Linked DNA regions of Mus musculus: regions 1 and 3 are each linked to region 2. A link is a contact called in public HiChIP or PLAC-seq data. All regions are on one chromosome and are shown on one strand. Each heading gives the region's core, a stretch centred on a gene start, on an enhancer-like site or on the middle of the called end of the contact. The rest is flanking DNA. Distances are from core to core; before and after follow the strand shown.

Evidence for each region. HiChIP or PLAC-seq counts read pairs in DNA pulled down with a chosen protein or histone mark.
Region 1: a contact with region 2 is called in a BATF HiChIP or PLAC-seq map of CD8 T cells, with 21 read pairs. The contact joins two enhancer-like sites. A contact is called at or near these places in 1 of 15 datasets of contacts at CTCF or cohesin (CD8 T cells), 3 of 484 Hi-C or Micro-C datasets (CD4 T cells, liver and nephron progenitors) and 1 of 115 datasets of contacts at active chromatin or transcription factors (CD8 T cells).
Region 3: a contact with region 2 is called in a BATF HiChIP or PLAC-seq map of CD8 T cells, with 36 read pairs. The contact joins two enhancer-like sites. A contact is called at or near these places in 1 of 15 datasets of contacts at CTCF or cohesin (CD8 T cells), 6 of 484 Hi-C or Micro-C datasets (CD4 T cells, CD8 T cells, cortical neurons and 2 more) and 2 of 115 datasets of contacts at active chromatin or transcription factors (CD8 T cells and Th17 cells).

The regions. Positions count from the first base shown.
Region 1 is chr13:36,964,540-36,968,805 of GRCm38.p6, forward strand. It overlaps F13a1 (coagulation factor XIII, A1 subunit), which reads right to left. Exons shown (of 15, transcript NM_028784.3): 6 at 3,479-3,586. It overlaps Gm30489 (a long non-coding RNA gene), which reads left to right. Exons shown (of 6, transcript XR_873245.2): 5 at 2,437-2,644. Among named protein-coding and RNA genes, the nearest start is that of Gm30240, 22 kb to the right of the region's middle. Within about 2 kb of position 1,287, at least 5 of the 459 cell types and tissues checked have an H3K27ac peak or open chromatin away from gene starts, as enhancers often do. A contact at or near this core is called in CD8 T cells, where this site is marked.
Region 2 is chr13:36,885,162-36,889,254 of GRCm38.p6, forward strand. The region is part of intron 13 of F13a1 (coagulation factor XIII, A1 subunit); the gene reads right to left. The region is part of intron 2 of Gm30489 (a long non-coding RNA gene); the gene reads left to right. Among named protein-coding and RNA genes, the nearest start is that of Gm30489, 63 kb to the left of the region's middle. Within about 2 kb of position 1,375, at least 8 of the 459 cell types and tissues checked have an H3K27ac peak or open chromatin away from gene starts, as enhancers often do. A contact at or near this core is called in CD8 T cells and Th17 cells, where this site is marked.
Region 3 is chr13:36,811,734-36,815,626 of GRCm38.p6, forward strand. No RefSeq gene overlaps it. Among named protein-coding and RNA genes, the nearest start is that of Gm30489, 10 kb to the right of the region's middle. Within about 2 kb of position 2,373, at least 11 of the 459 cell types and tissues checked have an H3K27ac peak or open chromatin away from gene starts, as enhancers often do. A contact at or near this core is called in CD8 T cells and Th17 cells, where this site is marked.

The DNA of each region.
Region 1 (4,266 bases), core at 37-2,536, 79 kb after region 2:
GAAAACTGAGCACAGACTCCATCTTTGTTAGGGGGATTTATACACCAAGGAACATTTGGCCATATCTGGAGACATTCTTCAATGTTTCAGCTGGCATATTATGGTGTGTTCATGGAATTTTTGAATAGAGGCTCAGGGATGCTGTTGGGCAATATATTGCACACACTATCAGTACAGCAGCCATCTGAGGGTGGATAGACTGTACCACAAAGATTTTCATCAGAAAGTTGTCTGAAAAGCCAAACTCATTATTTATCTTATCATTTGAAAGCTTGTTATCACTTCTGTGTTCCTATAGCCTCATACATAGCCATTTTCCTGCCATCTCCTTGCCAATCTATGTGCCATGACCACAGAAAGCCAGTTTGTCTTTGGGGCTCCAGTCATGCACTCCTGTGCTATATTGATGCCTGTTTTACTTTCTTCAAGTGTCCAGCCAGAGCTAGGCTGCTTCTCCTCATGGTTTCCAGGAGCAGCTGCATCAGGAAGCTTCTGCGTGCAGTGACTCCATTGTGTATGAAATGGAATTCATATATAGTTTGTGTGGTCCTCTGGAAGAGTTTGCAGGCCATATGCATCCCCTGGAATCTATGCATAGAATCTGTGGTCCTCTGGAAGGGTTTGCAGATCATATGCATCTTCTGGAATCCATGCACAGTCTGTGTGGCCCTCCTGAAATGTTTACCCATCTCATGCACCTCTGTTCTAGCGCATCTGTTCAGTGGCAGGGATGAGATGCATTGGAAATGGACACGAAGCTATCAGAGGTTGGGGGCCAGCTCAGGAGAACAACATGGCCATCTAACTGTGAAGTCTGATTTTGGCTGGATTCGTCCAGCTTCAAATATGTCCTTGTTGTAGCTTCCAAATGCATCTTTTCATATCTTAAGAAAAATCTTTAACTGGGAAATAAGAAGATCTGCTCCCTTTACATATACCTTTGTTCTTTACTTAACTTTATGCTGAAATCCCACTGTGTGTTTCCAGTGATCATGTAGGGTCTGTCTATATGATCAGAAAATTGTTTTTCTATGCATCACCATCTTAGCCAGTTCTGGAGGCTCCTTGTTTTAGCTTTATAAATCACTACAGCTGAACAGATTTTGGAAAGACTCACAAAAGCTATTTTGAGGATTAAAGGGGATAACAGGGGTGAAGAGGTTTTCTCAACTATCGAACTTTCTATACTGTGAAGAGTGGCATGGGGAACTAAGGGGAAGTGGAGCTACCACTTCAAATTGCTCAGAGCAGTACCTATCTCCTTTAACACCCAAGGTCATCCCTTCCAGAAAACAAACCAAACCTCAACCACATTATTCTCTATGCAGATTTTATCTCCCTGGTACCAGGCTGTGTAACCGTGATGATCATTTTCCAAATTAGAACTTTAGAGAGAGAGGCTCTTTAGAGCTAATGCCATTTTGAGGCAATTTAAATTGGTGTTATGCCTGGTCAGAGGCAGCCACAGACAGTGTGGGTTAGATTGTCTCCTTTTGCTTTCCTCTGTGCTGCTTTGGATTGGCTTGTGATTTCTGCATTTGGTGGAAGTATGCACAGTGAGTGTGTAAGGCCAGGTTGAAGACTGTGTTATTTTAGAATGAATAAGAGGGAGACAGTTCATATCTTATCACTCCTTCTTCTTGCTTCTCTTCACTGCAACATGTCATGGTTGCTTCTAAGGGGAACTAAAAAGAATTAAAAATTAAGAAAAAAAAGAAGGGTGGCTTCTTTTCCATGTAGAAAACTGATCTGGTATGTGTTGTACAAAGATGACCTCCAGATATTGCCAAAGGCTTTAGGACTAAATTATCTTTTCATCACACCATGCAAATAACATGAGAAAACAAAACTTTTTTATTTTATGCATCTAAATACACATGTTTATTATTTGGGGGTCAGAGGTTGAATGCTCCTTCCCCAGGGCTTCATACATGTTAAGGAGACCCTCTAAGCTTTTACCGCTAAGCTGTGCCTCCAGCCCCAAGCTGTCCTTAGATGTTAGGTTTTGCTTTCATGTTGTAAGACCCAGCACATCTTAAATTTCCATGTAACTCAGTTCTTAATAAAGTCAGAGTCTCTATTTTTAGCACCTAGTCAGAATATACATACTATATCTTTCCTGGCCATGTAATTATGTGTCAACAAAACTGATTTTGTTTGACTCAAAAGATTCACAAAACAAAATTGAAGATAAAATTCTTCCAGGGAGAATTTTTTTTTTAGAAGATGTAAAGGCATTGGCAATATAACGATGTTCTCCATTCAATCTTCCTATGAGATAAATGTGGCCTACCATAACTGAGTAATACTGTGCACCTGGACCAGACTTGATGCTCATTATGTACCAATGATTGTCTGAGTGCGAGGGATACAGTACAGCTTAGGACCAGGTAGTCCTTTAGTTAACTTCCTAACCTGATCCCTGCATTCTTGCAGATGTCTTGGGGTCCCCTACAGTGAGTCATGCGAAAGGGAGAATGCATTCACAGGTGGAGTCGGTGGACCTAGGTTCTGGCAAAAGCTTTATCACTGACAAGCTCTCACCATCCTGTTTTCTTGCTTGTGTAAGTGATGGAAGTGACGACTAGCCGCTCACTTATCTTACAATATTTCCAGGGAGAAACCAACATCCACATCATAAGAGGTAAGGTTCTGCAGTGTGGTCCCGTTGCAAAGAAACTAGGGTTTTACTGAGTGTTTATTTCTTCATACCAGATTCATTTTTGTTATTTGTATACATGTTTTGGGGTGCTGTACACATGAGTACAGATGCTCTTGGGGGCTGGCAGAGGGCATCAGATCCCCTGGAGCTCAGGTTACAGTCACTTGTAGGCTTCCTGATGTAGTGTTGGGAATTGAACTTGGTATATACACTCTATATTGAATCAACTCTCCAGCCTTAGCCATTTATTTCCTTAATGTTTCCACAAGCGTAAACATGGAGAAAAGTCATGTCTGAGGTAGCAATCTGTATCCTGTGTTTGACTGGTTGGTCATCTGATTACAGTCATTAACATTTTTGTTGTGATCATTTCTTAATCTCCAGACAAGAGATTCTTAGATGCTCAGGGGTTGTCAAGATGGCTCAGTGGGTAAAGGCACCTGACACAAAGCCAGACAATCTGAGTTCAATCCCCTGGTCACATACGATGGTCAAGGAGAACTGATCCCCCACAGGTTATCCTCTGAGGTCATACACATGTGTGAGATCACACATACACACACACATAAAATAAATATATACAACATGATAAAAAGATTGCATATTTAGTTGTTTAATGATATCCATTATCTTCTGTGAAGCAGAGCCACATATAGCTTTGAGTGAAAATTTTCATTTTGTAGCATATGGGAAAGAAAGAATTCAAGGCCAACCAGGCACCCTGAACTCAAACCTAACACATCTTTCTGTGAACTAACTTCTATTCTGACACCAATGGCTCCCACACTAGATTTAGTCATCAGCACTGCCTCTTACCATTGCTGATCCAACTCGGCTGACTTTGATGGGGTTGCCTCTGCCAGAAAGGTCCATCTCAGCTTTGTCCATCACATACAAGCAAGTATCCAGGATGCCGTCTTCGAACTGTTTGGGAGATAACAATGAGAGACTATTTAATCTCCACTTAACAAAACAAGATGAGCTGAGTCCAAAAATAAGATGTCACCACAGCCTACTGCTTAGAAATGTGGAGGGACCACCTGTAACTTTTAGCATGAACTATTGAAGAGAAGGAAAGAATGCATCCTTTTCTTTTTTTTCTTAACTTTTCAGTAAAGGAGAAACATAAAGGAAGCCAGAAATCTGAACAGAACCAATAGAGAGCCAATGTACTCAAAAACCACACACTGACTCAAGAGTCTTTAGAACACTCTACAAGTTCATTAAGATCCTTGCAACAGTGCTGGAGAGATAGCTCAGCGGTTAAGAGCACTGACTGCTCTTCCATTGGTACTGAGTTCAATTCCCAGTAACCACATGGTGGCTCACAACCATCTGTAATGGGATCCAATGCCCTCTTCTGGTGTGTCTGAAGACAGCTACAGTGTACTCACATACATAAAATAAATAAATCTTAAAAAAAAAATCCTTCCAACAGATGGATGCATTGCCCAGAACACAGTGATTTTTCAGAGTCACTTGGAAGTCTTAGGGCTCAAAAGCAACTCAAGTTTCTATTTTCTCTTATTATTATTATTTCTTTTGTTTAAGATGGCTGTCTGTTTCCTAATGAGAGACTGTAAGAAGGAATGTGGATTTGGTTG
Region 2 (4,093 bases), core at 125-2,624:
GAGGGGAGGGGGGGGAGGGGAGGAGGGGGAGGGGGAGGGAGAGAGAGAGAGAACTGAAAGGAAGGAAATTTTTGAGAAAGAGTGAAAATGACTTAGGTTGCCAGTTTGATTCGCAGGTTTTATTAGATTCACCAAACAGTCCTTATCTGAAGTGCTTTCAATCATGTCTTCCAGGTATCATTGGAAATTGAATTTCTTCCCTCCTACTCACCCCACGGTCACAGCTGGAAATAAGCTGTTGCTTGTTGGTAAACTGCTCACCAGCTCCAGAGTGGGTACTGCTCTCCACTAACATGTATGCTGTCATTTGCTAAATGAAGCCAACAGTTTTGCCAAGGGCAAGTCATGTAAAAGCCCATGCCAACAAAGATGGTAGTCACTAGGTCAGGAGGCCTATGTTAGACTTAAATGAATTAAAGTGAAGTGAAATTTGGAAAACTCTGACTTTGGTGGAACCTGCTATTGTTTTTGGGGATTCAAAAACCTCATTGTGGCTGATATATACTGTATTGACAGAGTGGGCTTAAAATATCTGTCAGGGCAGAAACAACTTTCTATACAAGAATTATAAATATCAAGCCAATCTATACAAAAAGTGTGGACAAATAATGTGAGTTTACCAATAAGGAAATGGAGGCACGGAGAAGCTATGTAACTTGCTCAAGTTCACACAGTAAGGAGGAAAAGGAGACATGAGTGCAATTGGTACTCGGTCATTGCTTAAACCTATCCTGTCCTGATTGTCTTTAACATATGACTTACATCGGTTTTTACTTAGTAATACGAGAACCTTGCCCATCATTTTCTCTACTTTTGCCATTGAATCCTTGTAGCTCTATGGGCTTGGAGATTCACATTGTTATTATTACCTCTATTCTCTTGGTATTAAAGCAAAACTTAAAAGCTAACTAGAGCTAGTAAATTGGAAGAACCGAACCGGAAATAAATCTAGGTCTTTCTGACTTAAAACATTCTCCTTGAAACACCACCCACACTGTGATCTCTGACAGATGAGATAAAAATAGCAACCCAGCGAAGAATCATTTGCAGCGTTAGCTTTTCATGTTATCGCTAAACCATCCTTTGAGGGCACCAGTTCTAAGTTGACCCTGTACTATATTTGAAAACACAGCTACCATCCACCTTTTTCTTTTTGACTTTACGAGGAAAGAATTTGATTTCCTCACCAGTGCGAAATGTGACAAGGTGGCCTTGAGGCCTTGAGGTATATTACTGGATGATAATGGGATTTTCTATTTAGGGTAAAGTTGGGGACATACTTTTTAACAAGGGATCCAGTAGCTTACATGTCATAGAGTGACAGGGTAAGAAGATGTGGAAGAGCAAGTAGGAAATACATAGGGCAACCTGCGCTTTGGGTGTGGCAAATTCTTGAGTTCACACAGTAAGGAGGGGCCTGAGACCTGAAAGCAATTGGTACTAGATCATTGCATAACTATATTCTGTCCTGGCTCTAATAACACAGATGACTTGCAATGCTTTTTATTTAGAAACATGAGGACTCTGCCCATCATTTTCCTTACTTTAGGCTATTGAATTCTTGTTGCTCTATGATGCCTCCTTTCCGTTATGCGAACCCTGTTATTCAGCTGTCCTGAGAGGTGAGACAGGAGTGCGCACATCAGAGCCTTGGAGCTCACACAGAGTCCAGAGTGACACTGTTTTCACTGTCTCCCTTGACAGACAGCTGGGGTCCTGCCTGACTAACAGCCGTGGGTGGGTGTAAGCACAGAAAGCTGTGGAAGAAGCCCCTCATCTGGCATCCTCTGGGAGAAGACAACTTCAGAGAGAAGAGGCCTCCGTCCCTCCTCCTTCCCTTGCCCTTAGCGTCCCCCTCCTGAAGGAGAGGGCTAAGTTCTGGTGATTGGGCCAGAGTCACTGTGGAGCAGGGAGGCTAATGAGTGTGGGAGGCTTTTTTGGTTTTGTTTTTTTGTTGTTTTAAATTGGATACATGGAAGATAGTATGGTTTGGATCTTAAATATCTCCCAGAGGGCTTAGGCTACAAGTGTGAGATATGGAGACATTAAGGCTTGTGGAAGAAAGTTATGTCACTAGGGGTATGTTCTTGAAGGAGATACCAGGACCCTGGCATCTTCCTACTTTCATCTTTTCCTGGATATTGTAGTCCTCTGCTATATGTTCCAAACATTATGCAGCATAAACAACTGACCAGAGACTGATACTCTGAAACTGTGGTCCAGAGTCATCTTTTCCTCCTTTTAGTTGATATATATGAAGTATATATCACATGATATATGTACACACATATAACAAAATATAACAAACATAACATATATAATAAAATACATATTTTATATTATGTATATATTTGACACACTGAGATGTGTAAGTAGTCAGAGCTCCCAAACCTGAGGTATGGGGCTCAGGGATAATAAGAACACGTTTTTTTTTTTTGTTTGTTTGTTTTTCTCCTTGCCATTAATGAAAAACCCTGGACATTTAGGCCCTTGTAGAACAAATAGAAGCCCTATCATCCCTTACCTAGATACTGGTAAGTGTTTCAGGAAACTGCCTGTATTTCAAGTGTTTCTCCCAATTTTAATTTTCCATCTGAGACACAGGTGTACATGTCAGGATGCCGGAGGCACACGGCCCCAGAATTCACCTTGTTATCTTCCCTGCCTCACTACAGAGACACACAGAGTCAGGATTTGAAGATGGCCTGGCAATCTTAGCATGAATCATAGCATCAAATGAAAAGCTCTAGTTGGAGCATAAAAATATGATAATTATTGAGACAAACTATGTTAGTATCTAGAGTTAGATGAAATGGATATGGGGTTGAATCATGACGGACCTTGTCCAGACAGGGAAGTATTCCCTTTCCATAGGGGGTGAAGCTTTTCATCACGCTATGGGCCTGATGGTGAGTGGGTAGACTCCTCTCTCTGAGCATGGATGAGCACAGCTTATGTAGGTATAAGTGCTGGATGAGATGGGGCCTTCCCTTGATTTTATTCGGGGGGTGGGGGTCAGCAGTGACACTTCTCATGTGACCTATTCTTACCATCCACGGTAGCTGTGAAGCTGTTGTTAGCTCAGTGCCTTCTAGGTGGGAATGTGGGTCTGGAAGCCTGCCATGCCACTGGGCTTGCCCGCTTTCCTGCACAGTTGCCTCGGCCCATCTTGAGCATGGGAATAAGAAGCTTCATTGTTGAGAACCACAGAACCCTGTTAAATCGCTGCTCACACGCTGTGGGTCACAGCACTTTGAAAAATGTATGTGCTGTCTGCAGACCAGCTTGCTTCCTTCTGTGGCCCCTCTTCTCCAAATGGCAACTGCTCACGAACAATTAAAATGCCAGGGAGCCTTTTCCCCCAAGACTTAAAGCAGCTTTTGACAATCAACACATGGAAAGGCAGAGAAAAATTCCAAGTCTGCTTTTAATAAAATATACTTTTCTCATCAAAATATTTTGATAGCACAGAAAAAGAGATGTATGCTCATTAAAGTTTAACGAGTGTCTCCCCCTGCCATTTCCCATATGAGGATCACGCACCATGACTCATGAAGGGTGGGTGCTGGGCATAGTTAAATAGGGACAAATTTAACTCAAACCCAGTCTCTATCGCCATGGGGATGAATGAAACTCAAGATGTGCCCATTATGATGTAAGAACCTGGCTACTGACCCATGTAGTTTGGTGGATGTAGCTTAGGTTCAGATAGATAGATCTAGTATCATTCCAGGATGTCTAGATTTGCATTAAAAAGGAAGATGGGGGGGTGGCAGGGGGTTGGAGAACATCTGGATTCTAGCTTTCAGGCAGCTACATTGCTGGGATCAAACCTAGGAGTCTTAGAAGGCAATGTTTTGGGGCCAAGACTTTGTATAACTGTTGGGAGGCAGAGTTTTCACCAAAGTCTTTTTCATGGAGCCAATGACAAAGCTTCATCCAAAACATTCTAGACTCAACTCTAAATGTCTCTACATGCTCTGCTGAGCCTATCTTTAGTCTTCCTTGGCTCCCAACCTCTACCCTAAACAAAGCCACTTCTGTGATCTACCCTACCCTCCAAGCAATTCCCCATGGTCTCTCTGGTACCTAC
Region 3 (3,893 bases), core at 1,123-3,622, 72 kb before region 2:
AAAATGAAACCCGCCCTTGTGATCATTTTGTTTCCTGTGTTTGTTATGATTGTGTAGGAATCCATCTGCAATTTGCTTAAGCAAGGACTGAATGTTTGTTTGACTTCCATGAACAGAAAATCCAGTGGCAATATTAATAAGTAGGTTGGCATTAGTGTGAGTGCTATCTACCCACCCTTCAGTTTACACATTGACATTAAGTAGATGGGTTCTATTATGATTGCCATGTTGCTAATTAACAGACACAGAGACGTCAACTGAACACACAGAGATAATGAATGTATGTCTTGTCCAGGAAGCAGCTGAACTGGGATTTAAAACCTTGCAAGTTAGCCCATGAATTCATGCTTGTGATTTCATCAGTTGCTGCTTCTGCAGAACCTTGTCAGTTTTCATAATGCACCAAGGGGGTGATAAGGCTTGGCAGATGGAGTTTTAGTTGAGGAAAGGGTGAGATGGAAAGAAAAAGCCAGCATCACTGGCTGTATGGCCAGAAAAGTACATAGAAAACAGAGATACCTGGGATACATCTCTGACTCGCTCACTTTGAACACCTGGTCCACAACTTCTGTGATGTCACCAAGGTTTAACTTGCTCACCCACTCTCTGTAGTGATTTATTCATTCAGAGAAGACCCATCAAAGGGTAAAAATCTTATCCAGTCTAATGTGAGGTCAGAGTAGAGGCAATATACAAATGGGAAATCAAAGGGTAATGTTGTTGGTCTCTGGGTTTTGCTATGGTGTTTTTAATTTAGCTTGCAGGATTAGGCAGCCTCTATATGATTTTTAACACAGTGTAACAAAGTGAAAAATAGTGTTATTGGCATTTAAATAAATATACACATAAAATGAAGGGCTGCTCATGGTACAAAGTATGGAGTTCATTTAACATACCAACTACTGTGTGGTCCAAAGGGTATATACACCAGAAACTAGCATATAAAAGGGATACCTGAGCGCCCACTTTAATTGTGCTATTACTGGCAATGTCTAAGATACAGCGTAGATGACTGTATAAAGAAGACACAACAACAACTACAGCAACAACAACAACACACACGAGTATTATCAGCTCTAAATAAGAATAAATAATGCCCTTTTAGCGACATGAAAGGAAGTGGAGAACTTTATATGAAGTGAAATAAATAAGATTCCAAAAGACAACCACAGTATGCTTTCTCTCATATGTGGAAGTTAACAGGATCCCCAGTGGAGGAGTTAGAGAAAGTGCCCAAGGAGGTGAAGGGGTCTGCAACCCTATAGGAGGAACAACAATATGAACTAACCAGTACCCCCCAGAGCTCATGTCTCTAGCTGCATATGTAGCAGAAGATGGCCTAGTCAGCCATCATCGGGAGGAGAGGCCCCTTGGTCTTGCAAACTTTATATGACCCAGTACAGGGGAACGCCAGGGCCAAGAAGTGGGAGTGGGTGGGTAGGGGAGCTGGGCAGGGGGAGAGTACAGAGAACTTTCAAGATAGCATTTGAAATGTAAATAAAGAAAATATCTAATAATAATAATAATAATAAAAAGACTGGACGCATACCAGTGATTATCAGGCATCAGCAAGGGTGGAAGGGAGGATGTTTGGAGAAAGTGATAGAAAAGGGGAGGTCTGATTTGATCACTGCAATGTTGTATGCATATGCAAAATATTATACTACACTCCATTAATTTGCACAGTTAGTACTTATTAACAATGATAGTAAAAAAGAGGGAGTTGAAGGCAGGGAGAATAGGTAGGATACTACTCTCTGCATTGGTACAAATGTTAGCTTGATGACAGAAGGTTTTGAGCAAAGAAAAAGGAGGAATGAATGAGGAAGATATTATCCAGAAAGATCAACAATTTCATCTGGCTAAACAGATGCTTGAGGAAAGAGTGAAGCAAGCTAGAGATCATTCCGAAGCTCCAGTGTGTGTAATGCCACCAGGCAAAAATGGACATTCCAGCATGTAACAGGTTTGAGGGGAAAATGGAATTCAATTACACAACAGTTGGATCTGAGATGATAGATAGAAAATTGTGTCAATTGGGATTCTTATTTGGAAGAAAATCAAGCTTTGAAGTGGAAGGTGGAGTCACTTGGGAGTTTGGAGGCGATCTGAAGAGCCAGGCTCAACTTCCCACCCTGAGAGAAGCTCTGGGTCATGAGTTTACCCTGGCTGCCTCTGAGGCTTGGACCCTGCAGTATGCACACACCAGACCTCCTGGCACTTGAGACCCCTTTTGCAGTCACTGTCATTGAATGACAAGCTTGAGAGCCTTGCTTCCTTAGAAGGACTAAGGACTTCTGAAACAAGGGACAGGGCCACCCACCCCAGAGGAGCATAGACCACATTGTCACATCTTGTTGCAAGGGCAGCTGAGAAAATGAGCAGAGCAGTCTTTCCTACCTGTGGTTTTGGTTGCTGCAGTTTCTGTCAACCATGGTCTGAGAATGGAATAGAAAGTTTCAGAAACAAAGATTCATACTTCTTGCTTGTCACCCTGAGCACAAATTGCTCATCTCTGAGCCTCCAGGAAAGTGAATACACCCTTTGTCACTGGGCCCATGATGGAGAGAGGGCATGGGGGGAGGAAGTCATTTACATGACTTTTATTACAATATATTGTTACAATAGCTCTATGATTGCTGTTATTACTCTTACTATGCCTAATTTTATAAATTAAATTTGATTATAATCTTAATAGAGTATAAAACAGTGTATAGGACTTAGAACTTTGTGTGACTCAGAGTACACTGTGACATCTTCACTGAGAATGGGGGGGGGGCTTTTAAAATATATTGGAGTAGGATGTGGGTGCTGTCTCCACCAAAACTCATTAGTTTTCAGAAGTCCCCTAACATGAGAAAAAGGATAAAATTTCAGGTAGACAAAAAGATTGATCATGTACTCAGTAGAGTTTAGCAGTTTGGAAGGGAACACAGACTAGAGTCTGGGATTGGTATACTCACTCTTGAAGGGAATTCTTTTCAACTAGAGGGTGTAGTACAGGGGTGTAGATGCTGAAGATGGAAATTTAGAGACAATGGAACTTATGAGGCCGAAGGAGTCAAGGATGAGACAACAGATAAGTTCTTAAGATATTTTCCATGGAGTGGAGAGAGTCCTAAGCCTGGGGAAACATTAGTCTTTTGATTCAGAGCTCAAGGTTGGCCATTTTTTTCCATTCAAAAAAGTCACTGGGTAAGTTGTGGGTTGATTTTGAGGAAGCAATTGTGGGAGGCATGATGAAACCATTTCTAAGCATGACAGAGAATACTCACTGTACAATTGGAAATGATTTTTACTCGTGTTGTAAAATTACTCACCTGCTCTATTTACTGGCCCCTTAAGGAGAGTCTAGTTGTGGAGTATAGTTTAGCAATTGACTTTATGCGTTTCCCTGAATACTCAATGTCTTCCAGCTAGGTCCTTCTGCACATTGAGTGATAGTTGTTATCAATATTTGAAATCTCTGGCTAAGTAGAGACATTCTGTACACTGGCTTCTGCAGACACCTGCTGAGCAGGGAATCACAGGATCACAGCATTGTTGGAGATGCGTTTACAGTGAAATACATGAAGGGGGGCAGGTACATGGAGTTCTTTGGAGTCCACAGAGCCTGGTTTTTCTGTATTCCTTCTTAGTCAGAAAAATTCATTTTAATTTAATTGATGGAAGAATTAGCAGTGTTCTCTGGCATGGAAAAGAAGTGATGCAAGGTCTTCTGACCATATCTGTAGGTGTCTCAGTCACAGACAAAATACAACGGGCTACACATAATTACACAGAATAGAAAGTATTCTCTCACTGTATTCTCAGGGCTTAGAAATTCAGGATCCAGCTATTGGGAGGATTTCTCTCTGGTGATAGAATACCCTCTGTGTATTCCACAGGAATTT